2 separate regions of the Muntiacus reevesi genome follow, and region 1 is linked to region 2. A link is a contact called in public Hi-C data. All regions are on one chromosome and are shown on one strand. The core of a region is the stretch at or near the end of the contact, and the rest is flanking DNA. Distances in the headings are between cores, read along the strand shown.

Evidence for each region. Hi-C and Micro-C count contacts between places; a contact is called where the count stands out from the background.
Region 1: a contact with region 2 is called in a Hi-C map of blood, with 3 times the contacts expected there. The contact joins the promoter of BEST4 here to the promoter of HPDL in region 2. A contact is called at or near these places in 2 of 3 Hi-C or Micro-C datasets (blood and muscle).

The regions. Positions count from the first base shown.
Region 1 is chr1:159,969,971-159,976,676 of mMunRee1.1, forward strand. BEST4 (bestrophin 4) reads left to right here and starts at 4,673. Exons shown (of 10, transcript XM_065929471.1): 1 at 4,673-4,824; 2 at 4,917-5,011; 3 at 5,603-5,836; 4 at 5,996-6,150; 5 at 6,543-6,620. The coding sequence starts at 4,673.
Region 2 is chr1:159,514,226-159,520,945 of mMunRee1.1, forward strand. HPDL (4-hydroxyphenylpyruvate dioxygenase like) reads right to left here and starts at 2,544. Exons shown (of 1, transcript XM_065929366.1): 1 at 795-2,544. The coding sequence starts at 2,332. The coding sequence ends at 1,160. It overlaps MUTYH (mutY DNA glycosylase), which reads left to right. Exons shown (of 16, transcript XM_065914135.1): 16 at 1-105. The coding sequence ends at 54.

The DNA of each region.
Region 1 (6,706 bases), core at 3,423-5,922, 460 kb after region 2:
TTCCTGTGATATGAGATGAAACTCCCAGGAAGGGGACTTGTGATGATTGAGTTTCTTTGAAGGCTCCCTCTTTAGTCAGATAAGGTGAGTTCAGAGAAAGCCTCTCCCTGCATTTGCAATTTATCAAGTGCCTATTTAGCTCAAAGTAACCAATATGCCAAAGTGGCACATTTTGGGGTGACATAGTCTGTTACCCATCACTGTCTCCTCCCCTTGGAAAGTTAACAAGGTTCTGGCGCCCTCCTCTGGGAGCCTGCATCAGGAGGACATCCTCCTGGATGCTGTAACTGAAGGGTCTGCCAGCCTACTCTGCCTCCTCCCTCAGTGTCACATAAGCTGCCATTAATGGATCTTATACACTGCCACAAACCAGGCACAGGGCTAAACATTTATTTTCTGGACTGCTCACAGTAACCTTGTGATGTCATGGGATTATTATACCCATTTCACAGATGAGGAAACTGAGGCTCATGGGGCTAAGCCTCTTGCCCAAGGTTAAGGGGCAGAGCCAAGATCTGAATCCAAGATGCCTGACTCCACTTTTCACCACTGCATGACTTTTTTATTTTTATTATTCTTTGGCCGCATGGCATGCAGGATCTTAGTTCCCCAATCAGGGATCAAATCTGTGCCCCTTGCAGTGGAAATGTAACCACTGGACTGCCAGGGAATTCCCCTGCCTGACTTTTCTGGGAGTCAGTTCTCTGTCCTTGCATCTGTCCTCCTACTCTACTCATCTCTCAGTCCCTTTTACTAGTCCCCTTTCTCCTCCCCACAAGACGCTCACAACCTCTGACCAAGCTGAGGTCTTTCTGAGCTCTCTGAGTCTCCATCCCCCAGAGGATGCTCTCAGGCCTGCTGCTCCTAGTTGAATAACTATCATAAATGCCTACCCCCTGGCAGCTTAGAGTCAGAATCTCTTGACAGTATCAGGTCACAGAGGTCAAGGGAGTCTTTCAAGAAAGATAGATGTAGCACTTCTCTGGGGATTCAATGGTTAAAACTCTGCACTTCCAATGAAGGGGACACAGGTTTGATTCCTGGTCGGGGAACTAAGATCCCACATGTCTGTGTGGCCAAGTAAATATATAAAATTTTTTTAAAAAAGTGAAAGATACCAAGTAAGGTGAAGACTCAGGAGAGGCCTATTGGATTCAGCAACAAGGAGATCTCAGGTGTCCTTGGCAGGGGCAGAGGTGGAAGTACAAGAGCCATACCAGAAAGGAGAAAGTTAATAGCTACAGGAGCATTTCGTGCTTACCAAGCACTGCATAAATACTAATTCATTTAATAGTCACAATAACTCTGTGAGATAGGTATTATCTTTGTTCCCCCACAGGGAATTAAGGCCAGAGGTTAAACAGTTTGCTTAAGAACAGGTCACAAAGGTAGTTTACTGTGGAGTCTGGATTTAAACATATGGGCAGGGACTTCCCTGGTGGTTCAGTGGCTAAGATTCTGTGCTCCCAATGCACAGGGCCTGGGTTTGATTCCTGGTCAGGGAACTAGACCCTATATATTACAACTGAGAATTCACATTCTGGAACTGAAGATCCCGCATGCTGCAACTAACACCCGGTGCAGCCAAATACATAAATAAATATTGACTCAATGGACAAGAGTTTGAGCAAACTCTGGGAGATAGTGAAGGACAGGGAAGCCTCTTGTGATGCAGTCCAAGGGGTCGCAAACAGTTGGATACCACTTAGCGACTGAACAACAAAATAAATAAATATATAAAATGTGATCTTAAAAAAAAATTATCTAGGCAGTCTGGCTCCAGACTCCATGCAATAAACTGCCAAGCCATATATCAGCTCTCAGCTGTGAGGAGGGGAGGGGGCACTGGTGGTTAGGACCAGAAGAGAGGGAGGGGCAAGAGCTAGGGGAGGATAAAGAAGGGTGGGGAAAATGATTTACAGGTGGAGTGGTTCCCTCTCCTTGACCATAAACCAAAGGGACCTGTCATCAACTGGGAAGGGAGATAAAGTGACTCAGGAAGGAGGGGCTGGGTGGGGCCTGAGGACTGCTCCCTCCCGGGGCAAGGCTTCAGGTTCTGCACCTTTACCCATGGCTCTGTGGGAAATTCACAGGCCAGAGATCCAGAGAGTGGGTAACAGGCAGATGTGAGAGAGCCTCAGATGGGGATGGGAGCTAAGGACTGAAACGCAGCCAACTGGAAGCACTGTCAGAGAAGTGACAGGACGTCAGGGCCTGGGCTTCTCAGGTAGCAGAGACTCTTTAAGAGAAGCAGTCCAGAACGTTCTAGGAAAGCCACAGATCAGAGCGTGGGAAGGCGCTGCAGGGCCATGCGGGTTAAGTCCCCAGAACTGGTATCTTGCCCTTTTGCAGGTCAGCTCGTGGGTTTTCCAGACCTCCAGGACAAACACACACAGAGTCCTGTTCTTTCTACATATGGACACCTCACCTGAGCCTGGGAAGGAAACATAACTCATCAGGCCATGAGTTGGCCCGCAGACCTTGCTCATTCAGGGAGTTTCTTATAAAAAGTGGGGAGAAGGACCAGATATCTTTCAGGTTAAATGATACATGCACCCCAGTGTTCACAGCAGCACTGTTTACAATAGTTAAGACATGGAAGCAACCTAAATGTTCAATAGAAGAATGGATAAAGAAGATGTGATATATATATATATGTGTATATATATATATATATATACACACACACACAATGGAATATTACTTAGCTATAAAAGATGAAATAATGACATGGATGGACCTAGAGATTCTCATGCTGAGTGAAGTCAGAGAAAGACAAATGTATTATATCACTTCTATATGGAATCTAAAAAAAATGGTATAAAAGAACTTATTTGCAAAACAGAAATAGAATCACAGATGTAGAAAACAAACTTATAGTTATGGGGGGGAGGGGGAGGGATAAAAATTGGGAGATTGAGACTGATAAATATACATCACTATGTACAAAGTAGATAACTAATAAGGACTTGCTGTATAGCACAGGGAACTCAGTACTCTGTAACGGCCTATATGGGAAAATAATCTAAATAAAAGTGGATATATGCATATGCATAAATGATTCACTTGGCTGTATAGCAGAAACAAACACAACATTGTAAATCAACTGTAGTCTAATTTAAAAAATTTTTTTAATAAAATAGAGAAAAGAAAAGCCTCCCTGGGTTCAAGTCCTCAGCTTTATTGAGCTGAATCAGATGTAATCCTGTCCAATGTCTTGTGGGTTGGAGGGGAAACCTCTTTGTAGATTTTAGGGCGGTATGACTAACTGATTCGAGAGAGGACCTCAAAGGAGCAGTCAAAGGGAGTGAGGTCAGAGGCTCACGACAGCAGGTGGAAGTGGGGGCATCTCATAGGCCTCATATCCACGTTAAAAGCCAGGACCTGGCACTGTTTGACTTGGGGACAGGCCGGCCAGGCATCGGGGGATAGGTCTCTGACTCTCAATCTCTGCAGGATTGCCAGGTTCTGAGAAGCAACAGTGGACCACTAGGCGGAAACCAAAGGGAAAAGACTGGCTTTTCATGGTGACAGTCGCCCAGGATAAATGCCTGCATGCTCCCGGCTCCGGGCATTCTTGCTCTGAATAGTCTCCACTGCCTTGTGAGGAAGGAGTTATTGATACTGTTTTACAGAGGAGCAAACTGAAGTCCAGAGAGATTAGGTATCTTGGACAAAGCCACAGAGCAGCAGAATTCAACCCCAGGTGTGTCGGCCTTGCAAACTTATGTTCCTAACCCCCCTCCCTGCTTCCTCTCTTCAGGAACCACTTGCAGGGAGAAGCAGCTCACAGCGTGGGGAGGGAGCCTCCCAGGACAGGCCAGAGATTTGATGGAGTGGTCCTCTGGCACAGTGCCTGTCACTTGTCAGTGCTCTGCCATCAGCAGCTGTTATAACACTTTATCATGCATCTGTCTTCTCACCTGGAGCGTGGGACAGTCATTTCTGTCACCTTGGTTCCAAGGACATGGTGTGAGCTGCGGGGTCAACGCAGAGGCATTTATAGCACTCAACGGCCAGCCCAGCCCTGCAGGCACAGGAAGACACAGCCAGTTCCCAGCACCAGGGGAAGCCGGGTGACAGCCTCAATCCATCAATGATAACCTCAGTCCGGGCAAACTTTATGGACCCAGGAGGTACTTAAGTGTTGTGGGGTGAAGGCTAGCTCAGTTCCCCTTCCTCGGCACAGGCTGCTGTCCAGAGCAGGTAGGTAGGTGTGGGGTGGGGGTCAGAGTGCCCTGTGCCTTGAGAGACCACCTATCAGCCTCGAGAGCAAGACCCCACAGTGTGTGGGGCTAGGCTACAGTTGAGTCTCCTGTCCTCAGCAGTTCAGGGGTTCCTCCTAGTCCTGCAAGTGGAAGAGGAGCTTGGGGCAGCCTCAGGCAGGAGAGGATATAGATCTAAGCTCCCCTCTGCCCCATCTCATCCTGGTTTGACCCACATGCCACTGAGTCCTAGGGGGCTGGGGGTGTTCTCTGTCTGCTTGTCTGCTTCCTCCCCTTGGTCTACTGACTGGATGAAGGCTGGGGTCGGGGGGTGACCAGAGTTGTGGGAGGTTACCTGGGGACCTAAGCTGGGTGACGAGAAGGCAGGCCAAGGAGAAGGTTCGTGGGGGGAGAAGGACAGCTCCAAGGGCAGCTCTCTCGACCTTCTGCCCCAGGCCGCCAGCACCATGACCGTCTCCTACACCCTCAAAGTGGCGGAGGCCCGCTTCGGAGGCTTCTCTGGCCTGCTTCTCCGTTGGCGGGGAAGCATCTACAAGCTCCTCTACAAGGAGTTCCTCCTCTTCATCGCCCTGTATGCTCTGCTTAGCGTCACCTACCGGTGCGAGGGTGAGGGCAGGGTCTGAGGGCTGGCCTGCAGGGGACTAGGTTGCCCATCTCCCTCTAACCCAGGGCCCACCTGACCTTCCCCAGGCTGCTGCTGACCCAGGAGCAGAAGCACGTGTACGCTCAGGTGGCCCGATACTGCAACCGCTCTGCGGACCTCATCCCCTTGTCCTTTGTACTGGGTAAGTTCAAAGGACAAGGGGTTCTCCCTTGCAGTCCCCTAGCCATCTTTCCTGACCTTTGGGCTGGGCTGCTAGCTCTGAGGGTCAGAACTAGTCCAGCGGCACATCTGGAGGTCAACCAGAGCAGGCTCAGCAGACAAGGGAGCTGTGTGCCGGGTCCAGGATTCCCAGAGGACTAGGCCCTGCCTATCACCAGCCCGACCCTCACTCCAAACACAGCCCCAGCCTGCTGCTGGCCTCACACCCCCCTGGGTCCTGCATTAGAACTGGAGAGAGGTGACACCTCCCTCCGCACCCTCATGGGAAGCAGGGCTCATAGTTAACCACTGTTTGGACTTGAACCATCACGTCTCTTCTGCCTGAGGAGGTCTGCAGTCTTCTTTCTCCCTGCCTGGTTTGGTCCATCAGGGCATAATCAGAGGATGTGGTTGTCCCTCCGACAAGCGAGGCAGGGTGCTGGAGTCAATGCGTCCTTCCCCCTGCCTTGGTTCCACCTGGCTTGGACCAGGCGTTCTGGTTGCGGGCAGGACACACTGACTTCCAAGCCCTCCCTCTTCCCTTCCCGTCCCCGCTACCCACGACGGCGACCAGGTTTCTACGTGACCATGGTGGTGAACCGCTGGTGGGCCCAGTACACAAGCATCCCGCTGCCGGACCAGCTGATGTGCGTCATCTCGGCCACCGTGCACGGCGTGGACCAGCGTGGCCGTCTGCTGCGCCGCACCCTCATTCGCTACGCCAACCTAGCGTCGGTGCTGGTGCTGCGCTCTGTCAGCACGCGCGTGCTCAAGCGCTTTCCCACCATGGAGCACGTGGTGGACGCAGGTGCAGCGCTCAGGGAGCCCTGGGAGGGACTGGACCGGACCTGCCCCGAGGGTCTCCTAGGCGGGAAGGTTTGACCACCAGGGGGAGCTCCAGGGCCCCAGAGCGTTGAGTCCTGGAGGCCAAGGATGAGATTTCATTCCTTTCTCTTCATCCCTGCAGGTTTCATGTCCCAGGAAGAAAGGAAAAAGTTTGAGAGCCTGAAATCTGACTTCAATAAGTACTGGATTCCTTGCGTCTGGTTCACCAATCTGGCGGCCCAGGCCCGGAGGGACGGGCGAATCCGTGATGACATTGCTCTCTGCCTGCTCCTGGAAGTGAGTCAGCCTAGGACAGGGCCCATCTGCCCTCCTCCCCCTAGTTCTGCATACTGCAATCATAATTTCAGTGCTTAACACCTACATGGGGTCTATTATGTAGCGCAGCAAGTGTGAGGAAGTGAGGAAACTGAGGCAAGGAGCGGGAAAAAAAACTTGCCCAAGTCACACAGCTAGTTAGTGGAGCTGAGATTCATCCTCAGAGCTTCTGGCTCCAGGGTCTGTCCTTGCAGTCACTGTGCTAAACTCCCTTCCATCACAGGCACCCCAGCCTGACAACACCTCTGAAAGCAGAATGAGACCTAGCCCAGGCTTAAATGTGTACTGGACTCCCCGTCCCCTTCTCCTTTCTTCCTGTCTCCACTGACTTCCTCTTCCTGCTGTTCCACCAGGAGCTGAACAAGTACCGGGCCAAGTGCAGTATGCTCTTCCACTATGACTGGATCAGCATCCCCCTCGTCTACACCCAAGTAACTGCCTCTCACCTCCCCAGCCCCAGTGCCTACTGTATGTCCTGTGCTGTGTGTGACACCGAGAACTAGAGATGGTACCTGCC
Region 2 (6,720 bases), core at 1,294-3,793:
TTTCGGCCCCAGGTCCCCACTGATGCACCCAGCCTCAACAGTGCAGCCCAGTGATGCCTTTGGAATCCTCCACCCCGCAGAGAATCCTGTTTAATAAAATGCTTATTTTTGTAGTCATTCTGGAGACTTCCCACCCTCTCCTGAGCCCCTTCACTCCTTACCTCTGAGGGACCCAGAAAGTGGTAGAGCTCTGTTTGGTGCTGACTTCTGAGCTCCTAGCCAGCCCTGGGCAGATGGAAGAGGGGGGGTGTTCCGTCCTGAGTGATCTGTCCTCCTCCAACCCCAGAAGGGGAGAAGGCAGCTGCAGGGAGCTCCTGCCAGTGGCTTACATCCAGCACTCTCTGGCCAGGTCTCTGATTGGAGCTGCGTTATCACCCTAGAGCAGGTGGTTGGGCTTAGCCCTGACTCAGCCCCTCCCTGCAGTGGCTTCTCCCTAGGGAGAGGGGAAGCACAGGAGAATTTATTTTGCCTTAGACTCCTGTGCTCAGTGATTCTTTGGAGACCCCAAAGAATCCAAAGATTCTTTGGACTGTAGCCTACCAGGCTCTTATATCCATGGAATTTTCTGGAAAAAATGCTGGAGTGGGTTGCCATTTAGATCATTTGTTTAGGGATATATTATATATGTAGTGAAACAATGCAGAAAAACAGGTTTTTTTTTTTCATTTATTTTTATTAGTTGAAGGCTAATTGTTTTACAATATTGTAGTGGTTTATGCCATACATTGACATGAATCAGCCATGGATTTACATGTGTTTCCCATCCCGATCCCACCTCTCTTCCCATCCCATCCCTCTGGGTCTTCCCAGTGCACCAGTCCTGAGCACTTGTCTCATGCATCCAACCTGGGCTGGTGAGAAAAACAGGTTTTTAATCATAATATTGGAGGTGTGATGGAGAGAAATGAGGTCAGAAAGACACAAGGAGGATTCAGAAATCCCAGTTCTATTTCCTAATCATATAATCCTGCTGCTATTTACACTTTGCATATATATTAGATACAGACAATATGAGAAATGTTTCACAGTTATAAAAATCCTACCTTTCTGGACCCCTGTGAGAGTTTCAACTTCTGGCAGGTACTGATGAAATGGAAGCCCCTAAAGACAAAAGCTTTTACTCCAGGCCTCCGTGAATGTCCCTCAGTTCCAGCAGGCCCTAAGCCGAACTTTCCAATGCTCCAGGACAGGCGGCTGCATCCAGCTTGGGCCCTTTGCAGGTTTCTTGGACCCTGGCAGCTTGCTCCTGCACAGACTGCCACAGGGCCCGAATGTTGCCCTGGCCAAAGCCAGTGGCCCCCTGTCTCTGGATCAGCTCCAGGAAGAAAGTGTCCTCTGCAAACAGGGACTTGGTGAAGACCTGAAGCAGAAACTTGCCTCTGTCACCATCTAGCAAGACCCCCTGTTGGGCCAGCAGGTTAGGCTCGTGCCCTGCAGCCAGGATCTGCTCCACCTTGCCTGGCTGCTGGTAGTAGGCCTCAGGAGGAGTCAGAAGCTGACCCCCAGCCCCTGCCACCCCTTCAGTGGCTTCCTTGATACTGGGTGTGTACAGCCCCACGTGCTGCAATCCAGGTCCCCTGTTCCTGGCCAGGAACTGCTCCACCTGGTCCTGTCCGCTGGTGGCCCTCGGCAGGGACTCTGCCAGCACAAGGGTGGGGACAGCGCTGCCGACAGGGCCCTGCAGGGCAGTGAGCCTCAGCCCACCAAGCCCGGACCCTGCTGCCACCTCCAGGCCCAGCTCTGGATCCTCACCTGGGCTCAGTGGTAGGTGGTGAAAGCCTAGACAGTCGTGGAACCAGTGCATCAGTTTTGGGGAGCTGCTGGGGTTGCAGGCCAAGGTCAGGTGATCCACGTGGCTGAACCAGCAGGGCCCGGGTGCAGAGGGCACAGGGCTAAAGCCAGGCAGGAAGGGCCCACTGAAGCCAGTGCGCTCCAGCAGCGTCAGACTGAGGTTGCCTGCTGGCGAAGTGACCACGGCATAGATGGCAGCGCCCTGCTCATCTCGCACGCTAACAGGGGGTACCGGCACGCTGCAGCCCAGTGCCGCCAGCGCCCGGGCGGCAGCGTCCGCGTCGGCCACGTCGAAGCACAGGTTTGTGGCGCTGGGTATCCCATGATGCGGGTCCAGGCCATACAGCGGCTCTCCCAGCCCCGCGCCCTCGTTCACCAAAAAGACAGCGTCGCCGCTGCGCAGAGCCAGCTGCCTCCAGCCGTCTGCTTCCCGCACCGCCAAGGGCTGGAAGCCAAAGAAGCGCTGCAGATCCTGGGCGAAGGGTAGCCCCACCGGCACGTGGAAGGCGATATGACACAGACGGCGGACTGGAGCGGCCATGGCGGTGTGGATGGCGACCCTGGCCTGTCCTTCCCCTGGGGACGCTCACTTGTCGTTCAGGACTCCGAGACTCTCAGTCCCTGGCTTGTCGTCGGAAGCCGGTGGAGTCCAATTTTGCCGGCAAAGCACCTTCCTCGATCTTTTTCTGGCAGGAGCCACAGACGGACCCCCTTGGGGGCTTGCAGTTCCTGCTGCCGAGCTACCGCAAACTGGAGCTGTATGGGGACCACCAAGTCTGAGCTGCGGCTTTTGAGAACCACGTGGAGGCACGGCAGGGAAGGGGCGGGAGAGGGGGCGGAGCCAGTGACTGCCGCTGCCATGCTCCACCTTCTCGCTCAGCCTGTGTTGCAGACGGTACACGGGGTACACAGGACTGCCCCCTCCCATGGCCTCTGTCTGGGCCACACACCCTTGGGCACTGATTCTCCCTTCCCCCAACTCTCGAGATCACAATAGCTGCCTTCATTAGATTCCAGGCACTGGGCTCCCATGCATGCGGCAACCTCAGAGCAAAGAGAATCAGCTCTAGTTGGTGGAAGAGCCCGGATTTTCTCCCTACAAGCACGGAATTTCTTAGCAATTTTCCTGCTTTAGTTTAAAATATTTGGAGAATTTTGCTTTTAAGTCCTAATGTTCCTAAAACTTAAAAAAAAAAAAAAAAAAGAATGCTTTTAAGTTACAAATTTTCACTCTCCAAAATAGTGCAGAGAAATGTATGTTATAGGAAGATAGACCATTTATATGGCTCCTACAAGCATCTGTCTTTTGGGAAATCTCTCAGTTGCACCTCTTTTTTCAACCCCACTTCTCCCTTAATATGGTTTACCCTCCTTGCCCCAAACAAGATTTAGAGGGAAAAAAATATATATATAAACCAGTGGCTCAGGATCTGAAAGGAACAGCTGCATGGGTGTCCTTTCTCACCCTCCTGACTCTATTGAAAGAAAAGTGAAAGTCACTCAGTTATGTCTAACTCTTTGCGATCCCATGGAATAGTCCATGGAATTCTCCAGGCCAGAATATTGGAGTGGGTAGCTGTTCCCTTCTCCAGGGGATCTTCCCAACCCAGGAATTGAACCCAGGTCTCCCAAATTGCAGGTGGATTCTTTACCAGCTGAACCATGAGGAAAGCCTTAGGATTGAACAAGCCCTCCCTGCTCTTTGAAGTTTCTTGATTGGGTACTGGGTCAGAGAAGCTTAGTGGAGCCACTTCTGGTCTTGCCATTCAGAACAGTGTGAGATCCCTGGGTTGAGGAGATTAGGAGTCTTCTGGAACTTCACCTGTAGCTCTTGAAGGGATTGGAAGGGCATTCCAAGAAGGGCAAATGGCATAAGCAAAAGCTCAATGAGAAGTGTGAGCCAAGCCCTCAGAGGACTGACCAATGGAGTGTAAGGTTGGGGAGATAGTGGGATGGATGCTATGGTCTGAAGCATTGCAAAAGAGATTCCTTTATTAGGCAGCCTGGTGTGACAACTTATTATTGAGTTTCATTGGCAAGAGGAAGAATGATGCAATGAGGAGACAGGGCTTAGCAAAAGGCCAAGCTGAGTGTTCATGTCTACAGTCAGTAAGTCAGTACCCAGAAGCTGGTCATTAGTGGTGAAGGTACTTTGTGCTACTCTGCACACCAGTGATTTTGAGAACAAGGGCTCCAGAAGCCATAGAGACCTGGCATTAAAATTCACCTCCAATTCTGATTAGCACCGGTATAACTTTGGGCAAGTTGCTTAAATTCTCTGAGCCTTAGTTTCTTCATCTGTAAAAATAGGAATAATAATAGTGTTGTAGCCACACATTCTGGGAAATAAACTCACTCAGTGGGACAATGCAGATAGTGGAGTGCAGTTTATTACACCGGTAGGCCCAAGGCAGAGTCTCCTCTTAGCCAAGGACCCTGACCAGTTTTTCTGAAAACCTTATATACCCTAAGTGTACGTGCCCAAACCCACCTCCCCAAATTCCCTGAAACTAGTCTGAATAAAGGAAAAGAAAGATACAATCAAAGTTAACCCGTGATGCATGAGACAAGTGCTCGGGCCTGGTGCACTGGGAGGACCCAGAGGAGTTGGATGGTGAGGGAGGTGGGAGGGGGGATTGGGTTGGGGAATACGTGTAACTCTATGGCTGATTCATGTCAATGTATGACAAAACCCACTGAAATGTTGTGAAGTAATTAGCCTCCAACTAATAAAAACAAAAACAAAAACAAAGTTAACCCGTGATTCATATGCCTTAATCCTAGGTAGTCAACAGTTGACAATTATCAATAGACCTGTGGTCATACCCCAAAAAGCATAATAGAATTTATGAGTCTATTTGGTTACACAGATAATTAGGGTTTTCTTTTAGGCAACAGAGAGTCTAGGTACCAGCCCTGGGGCTTTTCCATCCAGGGGGGCCTGGTTTTCTAGTTGGTATGTCATTTCCATAAATACTGGGCATATAGCTCAAAGTCCACAGTCCGGCCCAAGATGGAGTCCTGCTTTCAAGATGGAGACTGTTCTGTCTGTTTCCTCCTTCAATAGTACCTAGTTCATGGGATTGTTATGATTAAAAGAAATAGTATATGGTATAGTATATGGATGAAGCACAAGCTGGAATCAAGATTGCTGGGAGAAATAGCAATAACCTCAGATATGCAGATAACACCACCCTTATGGCAGAAAGTGAAGAACTAAAGAGCCTCTTGATGAAAGTGAAAGAGGAGAGCGAAAAAGTTGGCTTAAAGCTCAACATTCAGAAAACAAAGATCATGGCATCCAGTCCCATCACTTCATGGCAAATAGATGGAGAAACAGTGGAAACAGTGGCAGACTTTATTTTTTTGGGCTCCAAAATCACTGCAGTTGGTGACTGCAGCCATGAAATTAAAAGACGCTTCCTCCTTGGAAGGAAAGTTATGACCAACCTAGACAGCATATTAAAAAGCAGAGACATTACTTTGTCAACAAAGGTCCATCTAGTCAAGGCTATGGTTTTTCCAGTAGTCATGTATGGATGTGAGAGTTGGACTATAAAGAAAGCTGAGCACCAAAGAATTTATGCTTTTGAACTGTGGTATTGGAGAAGACTCCTGAGAGTCCCTTGGACTGCAAGGAGATCCAACCAATCTATCCTAACGGAAATCAGTCCTGAATGTTCATTGGAAGGACTGATGCTGAAGCTGAAACTCCAATGCTTTGGTCACCATGATGCGAAGAGCTGACTTATTTGAAAACACCCTGATGCTGGGAAAGATTGAAGGTGAGAGAAGGGGACGACAGAGGATAAGATGGTTGGATGGCATCACTGACACAATGGAGATGAGTTTGAGTAATACCTGGGAGTTGGTAATGGACAGGGAGGCCTGGCAGGCTGCAGTCCATGGGGTCACAAAGAGTTGGACATGATTGAGAGACTGAACTGAACTGAGCTGATAGTATATGGCAAGAGATGCCAATTTTAGCCAGTGAACTTGGGCCCAATTGTGGGGTGAAAGGGCTACTCCTTCCTAGGCCTGAGCACTGTGAAGGAACTGGGAGGGTTCTGGCTTTGGTTGTGGATTCCGGGGGAAGGAACCATGGGAACAGGGTTCTGAGAGGGTTGATACATAAAAGGTGATGTTCTGCCCCAGCCCTCATGATTAGGGCCCCAAAGGAGCAGCTTCCAGGTCTTTGGTCCAGGAGAAGGAATTTCCACTCAAAGGCCCAGGTATGGACAAAGGGAACAGAAAGAGGACCCCTGGCCCATCACTTTTGACCTGGGAGAGGGTAGATTTCTGGAGGCTAAGTGAGGGCTGTCTGAAACAAAAGGGTGACCTTAACTGTGGCACGCTGCCCTGCAAGGGCACTGTGCTTGACTCCGGCCCGGGCATAGACTGGACTCTGGAGACCAGCTGGGAGTAGAGAACTAGACTCTAATTCCTGTAGCCCTGCTGGCGTCTGGCCATGACCACGGTAGGACTCCTGTCCTGCTGGCATCAGGACGCTGCAGAAGTTTCCCAAGATAGGTCCTCGGAGTCTGGCAGGGATTGCACTCCTGCTGGGGCTACTGATACTGAGGGTGGAGACCTGGACAAACCGGCCTGTAGTACACGAGGGCGCGCGGTTCGAGAGGTGAGGTGGTGACGCCACGCCTAACACATCTGCCGTCGACAACGACAAGGTCAGAAGAGGTGAAGGCGGGGGCTGTGGCGGGCCAAGAGGTCGAATTCGTGGAGGGCTCAGTCTAGGCAGCCGGCTACCCACGACGCCCTCTGCCTAAGCGGAAATCCGGTTCCTCAGCAGCTGCCAGCTCTTTCCCCCACCGCTTCCCCTCCCACTTTCGCCTCTTCCCATACAGAGCTCTCACCGTTCAAGCCGCACCCACCCCTCTGCTCCCCGCCCCGCCCCGCCCTTCCCCGACCACG